Linked DNA regions of Danio rerio: region 2 is linked to region 1. The links are chromatin contacts, called in public Hi-C maps. All regions are on one chromosome and are shown on one strand. Each heading gives the region's core, a stretch centred on a gene start, on an enhancer-like site or on the middle of the called end of the contact. The rest is flanking DNA. Distances are from core to core; before and after follow the strand shown. Region 1 holds the start of vps52 (VPS52 subunit of GARP complex). Region 2 holds the start of ptpn23b (protein tyrosine phosphatase, non-receptor type 23, b).

The links. Hi-C and Micro-C count contacts between places; a contact is called where the count stands out from the background.
Region 2: a Hi-C map of hematopoietic stem cells shows a contact between it and region 1, with 2.1 times the contacts expected there. The contact joins the promoter of ptpn23b here to the promoter of vps52 in region 1. A contact is called at or near these places in 2 of 18 Hi-C or Micro-C datasets (hematopoietic stem cells and an unstated tissue) and 1 of 4 datasets of contacts at active chromatin or transcription factors (embryo).

The regions. Positions count from the first base shown.
Region 1 is chr19:20,877,401-20,881,065 of GRCz12tu, reverse strand. vps52 (VPS52 subunit of GARP complex) reads right to left here and starts at 1,590. Exons shown (of 20, transcript XR_012394997.1): 1 at 1,473-1,590. It overlaps rps18 (ribosomal protein S18), which reads left to right and starts at 1,883. Exons shown (of 6, transcript NM_001423550.1): 1 at 1,883-1,903; 2 at 2,364-2,462; 3 at 2,547-2,633; 4 at 2,850-2,951. The coding sequence starts at 1,901.
Region 2 is chr19:21,497,790-21,501,454 of GRCz12tu, reverse strand. ptpn23b (protein tyrosine phosphatase, non-receptor type 23, b) reads right to left here and starts at 1,855. Exons shown (of 20, transcript NM_001044928.1): 1 at 1,596-1,855. The coding sequence starts at 1,679.

The sequences.
Region 1 (3,665 bases), core at 341-2,840:
TTTCTAAGTGGCCTTCGAAACATTCATTCATGTTTTATGCAGTGCATCAGTCAAATTCTTTAAGAGAAATTTCTTAAAACCTAATCAGACTGCCTTATTTCCTTGTGGACTCTAAATTCAATAAGGTGCAGTAAATATTCCTTAAAGGTTTGTTTCACATGCATTGATATTTGGACTAGAAACAAACAAAAAAACAGAATTTTTTTTTGGGTGTGAAACATCAGACTCAGCTAAATTTAGGGCTTTGATTGGGGCCAGAGATACTTAAACAAAGTATTAAGCAAATGCCTTAAGTAATTATTGTACTTGTGTACTTTATTTATTGCAAAAAAAATAAATAAATCATTCACATTGTCTTAAATGATGAATATAATCCATTTTACAATAAGGCTGTAACATAACATAATGAAAAAGTGAAGCAGGGAATAATTTCCAGATGCACTATAACCTTTTAGTTTTTCTATTTACAAATATTCACGGAATTGTAGTTCTCATAAAGCTTGCCAAGTACATAGTCTTTTTCTCCTGCTTTCAGATACTTCATTTTAAAAACTGTTGAGAACTTGAGGTTCAATCACATTCACACACACACACACACACACACACACACACACACACACACACACACATATATATATATATACATATATATATATATATTCCGTTACTATATATATATATATATATATATATATATATATATATATATATATATATATATATATATATATATATATATATATAGTATGTATATAATGTGTTACCAAATCCTGCAAGAAACACAGCTGCATAAGCAACATACATATCAGTATAAGAGCTTTGTTGGTAATATTAAACTGTTATATTTAACACTGAGTGCCATGGCACTGCAAAAATATTTGTACTGGTGATCAAAATCATATTTACATGATAGGTACATCGTAGCCTACAGGTAAATAAGAGTACAAAACAATAACAAAAAAAAATCATCAACAAATCAATTGTATGTTCATTTGCAAAAACGGGCAACTGCGTTTTTTAATTATTTTTTATAAATCATGATTTGCATTAAAAAGTTCGTTTGTAAAATATGTATGTTTTTACCATTGACGTCATCAAATGATAAATCATACTTTCATATTGTGTCATGATGACTTCTCAGAATCGGTGTTTTCTGAATTCGTACCTTAATATCATGTGTGAGTTTTTTTTCAATGCAGACATTGGTCACGTGATCTTATGGTGCCACACAAAAATTTGTGGGATATTCAGATTTTGAATAAAGCAATAACCTGCATAGCTCCATTGCAATCGCGATTACTAAACCAACCTTTGTACGAACTACATTAAAACTATATGATATTTAATAACAAACTACACATCTCTATTATATCCAGCTCTGGGGCTGTTAGCATTTACTGGTGTAACGTCAAAAATGTGGAATATGATCACAGCCAAAGCTGATGTTTCATGTAAAAAAAAAAGATGATTACCTCATCGTGTAACGTTATACAGGCCATCGCACCGGTCACAGAATCAGCGGATGTGTTTATATGAACAGCTCCACCGATCAGCGCCTCCGCCATGCCGTCTGTAGTACATAAAAACTACACGTCCGTTTAGGATTTTAGTCCCTGTTACCAAACTATTAAATCCGCGAAAATGCAGTGTTACGTTTGAAAATCTTAAGAAATGTTATTTAAAACAAAACAATATTAAATATCTTATAAGTAATATAATACGTTTTAAACCTCATAGGTTTTATATATTAGTTTAGATAACAGGCTATCAGAAATGTACTTGGTGACGGAACCATAGACCGTAAAAAATAGGGCGGAACCACCCTAAAGTTTGCGTGTCAAGTGGTGAAAATATCGCGAGACCATGACAACTTCCTTTTTGCGCGGAACCAGCGATCAAGATGGTGAGTGCGAAATGGTACTCTCAAAGCTTAAGTTGAAATCACGCATCATCGGTCTTATTTATCTGTGTACAGTTGTACCGATAAAATATTGTATGTCCTTTATACACGTTTAACTATTTTTAATGAATATTTCAGCTATTAAGTAGGATTTAACGTTTTAAAGAGTTACCGATATCTCCTACCCTGTTGACCGCGCCGCTTCAAAAAGACACCATACTAGTGTTTTTAAGGATCATGCTAAAAATTAAGCATCTGTATTGTGACACAAATTTATGTATGAATTTTTCCCCTAAATATTTAAAGCGTACTATGTAATTGCATAAGGTCAGTATGGAGCCGTTACAATAATGTGCTGAAATGCTTGCCCAAAATTCATTAGAAGAGGATAAAGGAGCTAGTTGTTCTGTATACTATTACCTTGTGGTGTCATGCATGCTGACTTTGTTATTTTTATTTTCAGTCCCTCGTCATCCCAGAGAAGTTTCAGCACATCCTTCGTGTCCTCAACACGAACATTGATGGAAGACGTAAAATCGCATTTGCCATCACCGCTATTAAGGTGAACTATTTTAACTAGATCAATTTTGTTCTGTATGTTAATATGATTTAAGCTTTTAATATTGTAATCTACTTCCGTTAATAGGGTGTTGGAAGGCGATATGCCCATGTGGTTCTGAGGAAAGCTGATATTGATTTAAATAAGAGGGCTGGAGAACTCACTGAGGATGAGGTGGGTTTGTAAATGTTTAAATGGACATTGAACTGTTTCTTACAACACAGATTTCATGTCAGATGACACAATTTTATTAAGTTCTAAAGCAGTTTATATTCCACCCAGAAAGATTTTTTGATAAACGCAAGTGGAAAAATAAGTGAAAAATTTTATTATTCTTTAAGGAATTTTTAAAGGTCTAAAATGTTTAATGATTATGGTTTTATTGAATAGGTTGAGAGGGTGGTGACTATTATGCAGAACCCTCGCCAGTACAAAATCCCAGACTGGTTCCTGAACAGACAGAAGGACATAAAAGATGGGAAATACAGCCAGGTATGATTGTCTATTACCATTTTAAAAGTTTATCAAGCATGTCTAGCACTGTTTTTCTTGGATGTTATGTGCTTTAAAAGCAGAAGTTCAGTACAATACCTATAACATGACCCACAGCTTAAGTTGAGTATGTTTCTGTTTTAACGTGCAAGTTTTGCTACGATTACGCCTTTCATTTACATTATCCCAGAGTTTTTGAGCCCTGAAGAGGCCGTTTTTCTTTTTAAAATGCTGCTGCTCCCTGTCAGTGTGGATGGGTGTAAAACGAAGACGTGGCTGTAGACATTCACCTGGAATCTGACTGAAACTTTTTGCTTAATATTAAGTAGCCTACAGAAAGTTCAGTCTTGCATCTTTTAGACTTTGCAAGTTTGATTTGGAAAACAAACTCCAGGGCCCGGTTTTTCAAAAGGTTTAATCCGGATAAAATTGATCCGGATTTAGTAATCCTGTTTTTGCGATCAGTGATCACGCAATCCAGCTTACTTTTTCAAAGTTTTTCAAAGCAACATTGGATTGGATCAATCAGATCCGGAAAGGAACTTTTCATGATCACTAAATCGGGATAACCAGTGCTCAAACAGGATAGGAAATCACGTCCCGACCAGTCTAGGGTTGGTGGGAACAATAACAAGTGTAAAAAAAAAAACAAAGAGATAAACTCAAATACTCAATTTAAGGTTTTCCCCTTCTCCTGTCCCAACTCACAATAAT
Region 2 (3,665 bases), core at 606-3,105, 620 kb before region 1:
TATGTTCTTTTTAAATTTCTGCTTTTTAACTTTCAAATTGCAACAACTTTTGTTAAGTGAACAGTATATTTCTATATAAAGAAACATTTTAAATATTTTGGAACCGTAAACATGTCTAAATAATTTAAACAAATTATTGATCTCCGCTATATTCATTAGTTTGAAACAGACAGATTTCTTTACAACTTTAAAAAAAGACATATTTGAATTTCTTTCTTGTCTTTGGATATAAAGTAAGCCACTGCACTGTTCAGATATATAGTTGGCCTATACGATGTTCTGACTTTTTCAGAATCATGGGTTAACCAGTAGCTTATGATGTGGATAGTCCTTTAAGGTCTTTTCTTAAAAAAAAAAAAAAAAAAAACTAATTAAAATATTAGTAAAAACATGTAAAAATAAAAAAAAACAATAAATAAATAAATCTATGTATATATATATATATATATATATATATATATATATATATATATATATATATATATATATATATATATATATATGAAATTACATATATCCAAGGAACAGTATAACAGAAAGATTTTGAGGTTTTAAATCTTGACGTTTCTAAAGCACAATAAACCTTGAAACCATTTATCATGACATGCCTAGTATTGGGACTGAAGCAACTAATTAATTAATTAATTTTCACTGACGAGAGGCAGGGTTGCTTTTTTAGCTACTGAGAAATTGCAGCTGCTGTCTGCGCTTTCTATGTCTTTTTACACCTCCCTTTCTTCATGTGTTTCACTGCTTTTTTCTGGTGTCACTGCACTTGTTTAGAAATAACTTAATTTTCTATACTAATTATTAGTTTATTTTCTTGTATGTATCAATTATTTTACTTGTTAATGACATCTGGTGAAAACTGCAAGTCAACAGCAGCTTTATATTTTCTGAGAAAAATGGTGACGTGTTTAATTTTTCATTATTTGACCTTCTGTACATAATAACATTTTGAAACAATGCACTGAAAACAAACATTTTATAACAATCTAAACTTTAACAACAATCAAATGGTTAAATGTTGATTTTAATATATGTTAAATGCGTGGGTCCATGAACACGTCTTTAAAAGTTTGTAGTGTGGTGTCAATGCAAATGTGAAGAAGATCATTTGGTTTTCAAATGGCCATGTTACATGCTATATGCTTGCTGGTTTAATGACGACAATGTCCATTTACACTTTATGACTGCTGCTAAATAGATTTAAAAGTAATTCTGCACTTGAAAGAAAAATACAGCTCCTTGCCAAAAAGAAAAAACGGTATAAAGAACTGCGCAATAACTGTTTTGCAATACTTGCACTGAAAAAGACTCCTATATGTTTCAAAAAGCCAGGTTATCTTTAATTACTTAGTGCTTTTTAAAATGTAAATTGTGCTAAGGAAGCTTGGCATACATGAAGAAAATGGAATAAAAAGCGACAACAATCTTTCATAATAAAGTTCTAACTGGTGATCAATTAAAAGTGTCACCTTACATCATATTAATCTTTCGCAAAAACACTTTTAGACATACTTCTGTCAGTCAGAAACAGTAACAATCATAAAAAGCTGATCACTGTTGTACGACAGCCTGAAAAATGGGCTCACCTGTCTGACAGTGGGACTAAACTCAAAGTCCCCCGCTTCCTTAAGCTCCAGCCATATCATTGGCATCCTGGGAACGGCCTCCATTATACCTCTGCGAAAGTACTCTTCCAACTAGAGAGCGCTTTTCAGCTGTTTCGTATAACTACTTTTTTAATCTCAAAAGACGAAGCTAATTATGCTTCGATCTGATCAAAAAACTTGTCGCCCGGATCCGCCTGACGCTCCCACCTTTGACTCTTCTTCAAAACAAATACGTCACCGGAAGTACGTCAACAAACGTTTACAACTTAAATGAGCTATTTACGTTATTATAAAAATATTAGAAATGTGTTTCTGTCAAAGAAAATAATTACTCAGAGGGAAGCATTTCTTTGGAATTCTCTAATAGATAAAATTAATTGGAAAAAAGCTAGCTCTTCCCTTACAAATTCCAAACAAAGGTAGTGTTACGCAATATCTACCCCACTAACGAGATTGTTTCTAAATTTGGTAATCCTAATTCAAATTGTGTCTTCTGTCACTCAAGTATCGAATCGATTGATCTTTTTATGTTAAATGCCCACATATTATGGTATTTTGGTCTGATTTATCCGTCTTTTTTACGTCAAAATGTGAGTTTAACAATGATTTTTCCATGCGTAATTAATTTGCTACTTTTCTTATGACAAAAATAACAGAATTTAGAGGCAATTTATTTATTTTATTGGGTAAAAATTCTATTCATAAATTTAGGTTTTCTTCATCATTACCTAAGTTGCAGAATTGTATTTGACTTTAATTGTCTAAAATGTTTACAGCAAAAAAAGTGTTAAAACTGTGAAAATTTATAAGGATTTTGTAAATATTATTTAATTTGATAGTTTACCTGATAGTTTTTTATCATCTTATGTTATTATTTGTTATTATTATTATTATTATTATTCATTTTACTTGTTCATGATTTTACTTGATGCCATCTATTGTTATGGTTATTATGATTGTATTGTTAAAACCCAATGCAATTCTTAAAAGAAAAAAGAAAAGAAAGAAAAAATCTATTTACGTTATTATTCTGCCTTCGAATATATGTCATAAAACTTTTTTTGTACAAGTGAAGCTGAAACCTAAATCTTGTTTTACTTAATTTAAAAATAAACAAATTATAATAATAATTATTTATTTAATATTTATGATACTATATATACTATGTGATATATACTATATATACTATACTATAATATATGCTATAACAACATGATACTTTTTCACTCATTAAGTAAATTTAAGTTACAAATAACTTATAAAATTTTGCCTTTTAAATGCAGTTTTAAATGTCACATTTTCAGCATGCACCATTTTAAGGAAACAAATATATTAAAGCAAATGTTATATTTATTTTCATTAATGTTGATTTATAGTTATTGAACACCAAATGAACGCTGTTAAATGCTTAATTTGGCAGAAATGTTGCTCTTCCTTAATGTTTTTTTTTCCCGCTTTTCTCATGTTCAAACACACATGCACTATGATAATGTGCTCTAGGTGGCAGCAGTGTATTAGTTTTTGTCAGGGTTTCGATTATGACGAATTAAAAAGTCATAACAGCGATTTATGAAGTTGGTAACAATCTCGCGATTAAAATATTTTTAATATTTGTGTGACATTTAGGTTGGAGGCTGAAAAAAATAAACTTAGCCCAGAAACAATACCTTATTCTTTAGAAAGAGTACAGTAAGATATGAAGACGGTAGAAGATTAATTAATTGGCGTTTTAAACAGTCAGAAAGCAGATAGCCTACTCATGGTGATGAAATATACATCAAGCTCTATAAACATCATTTTCAGTTAGAGAAAGCCTGTTAAAAATCCCTTAGAGCAGACTTAGACTAAAGCAGAAATTGTCACCTACTGTATGTGTCTGTTTGAGTGTATTGAATTTAGGATTGACAGACGGTTATAACATCTAATTATGTAGTAATATAACAAACAATAATTGTTGAACAAGTTAAAAAGTTTTTCACTGAGGCTTCCCAGGAAAATGAATTATGTCGAAGATTTGTTTGGAAGGAGAACATCTCACTTCAAGTCTTT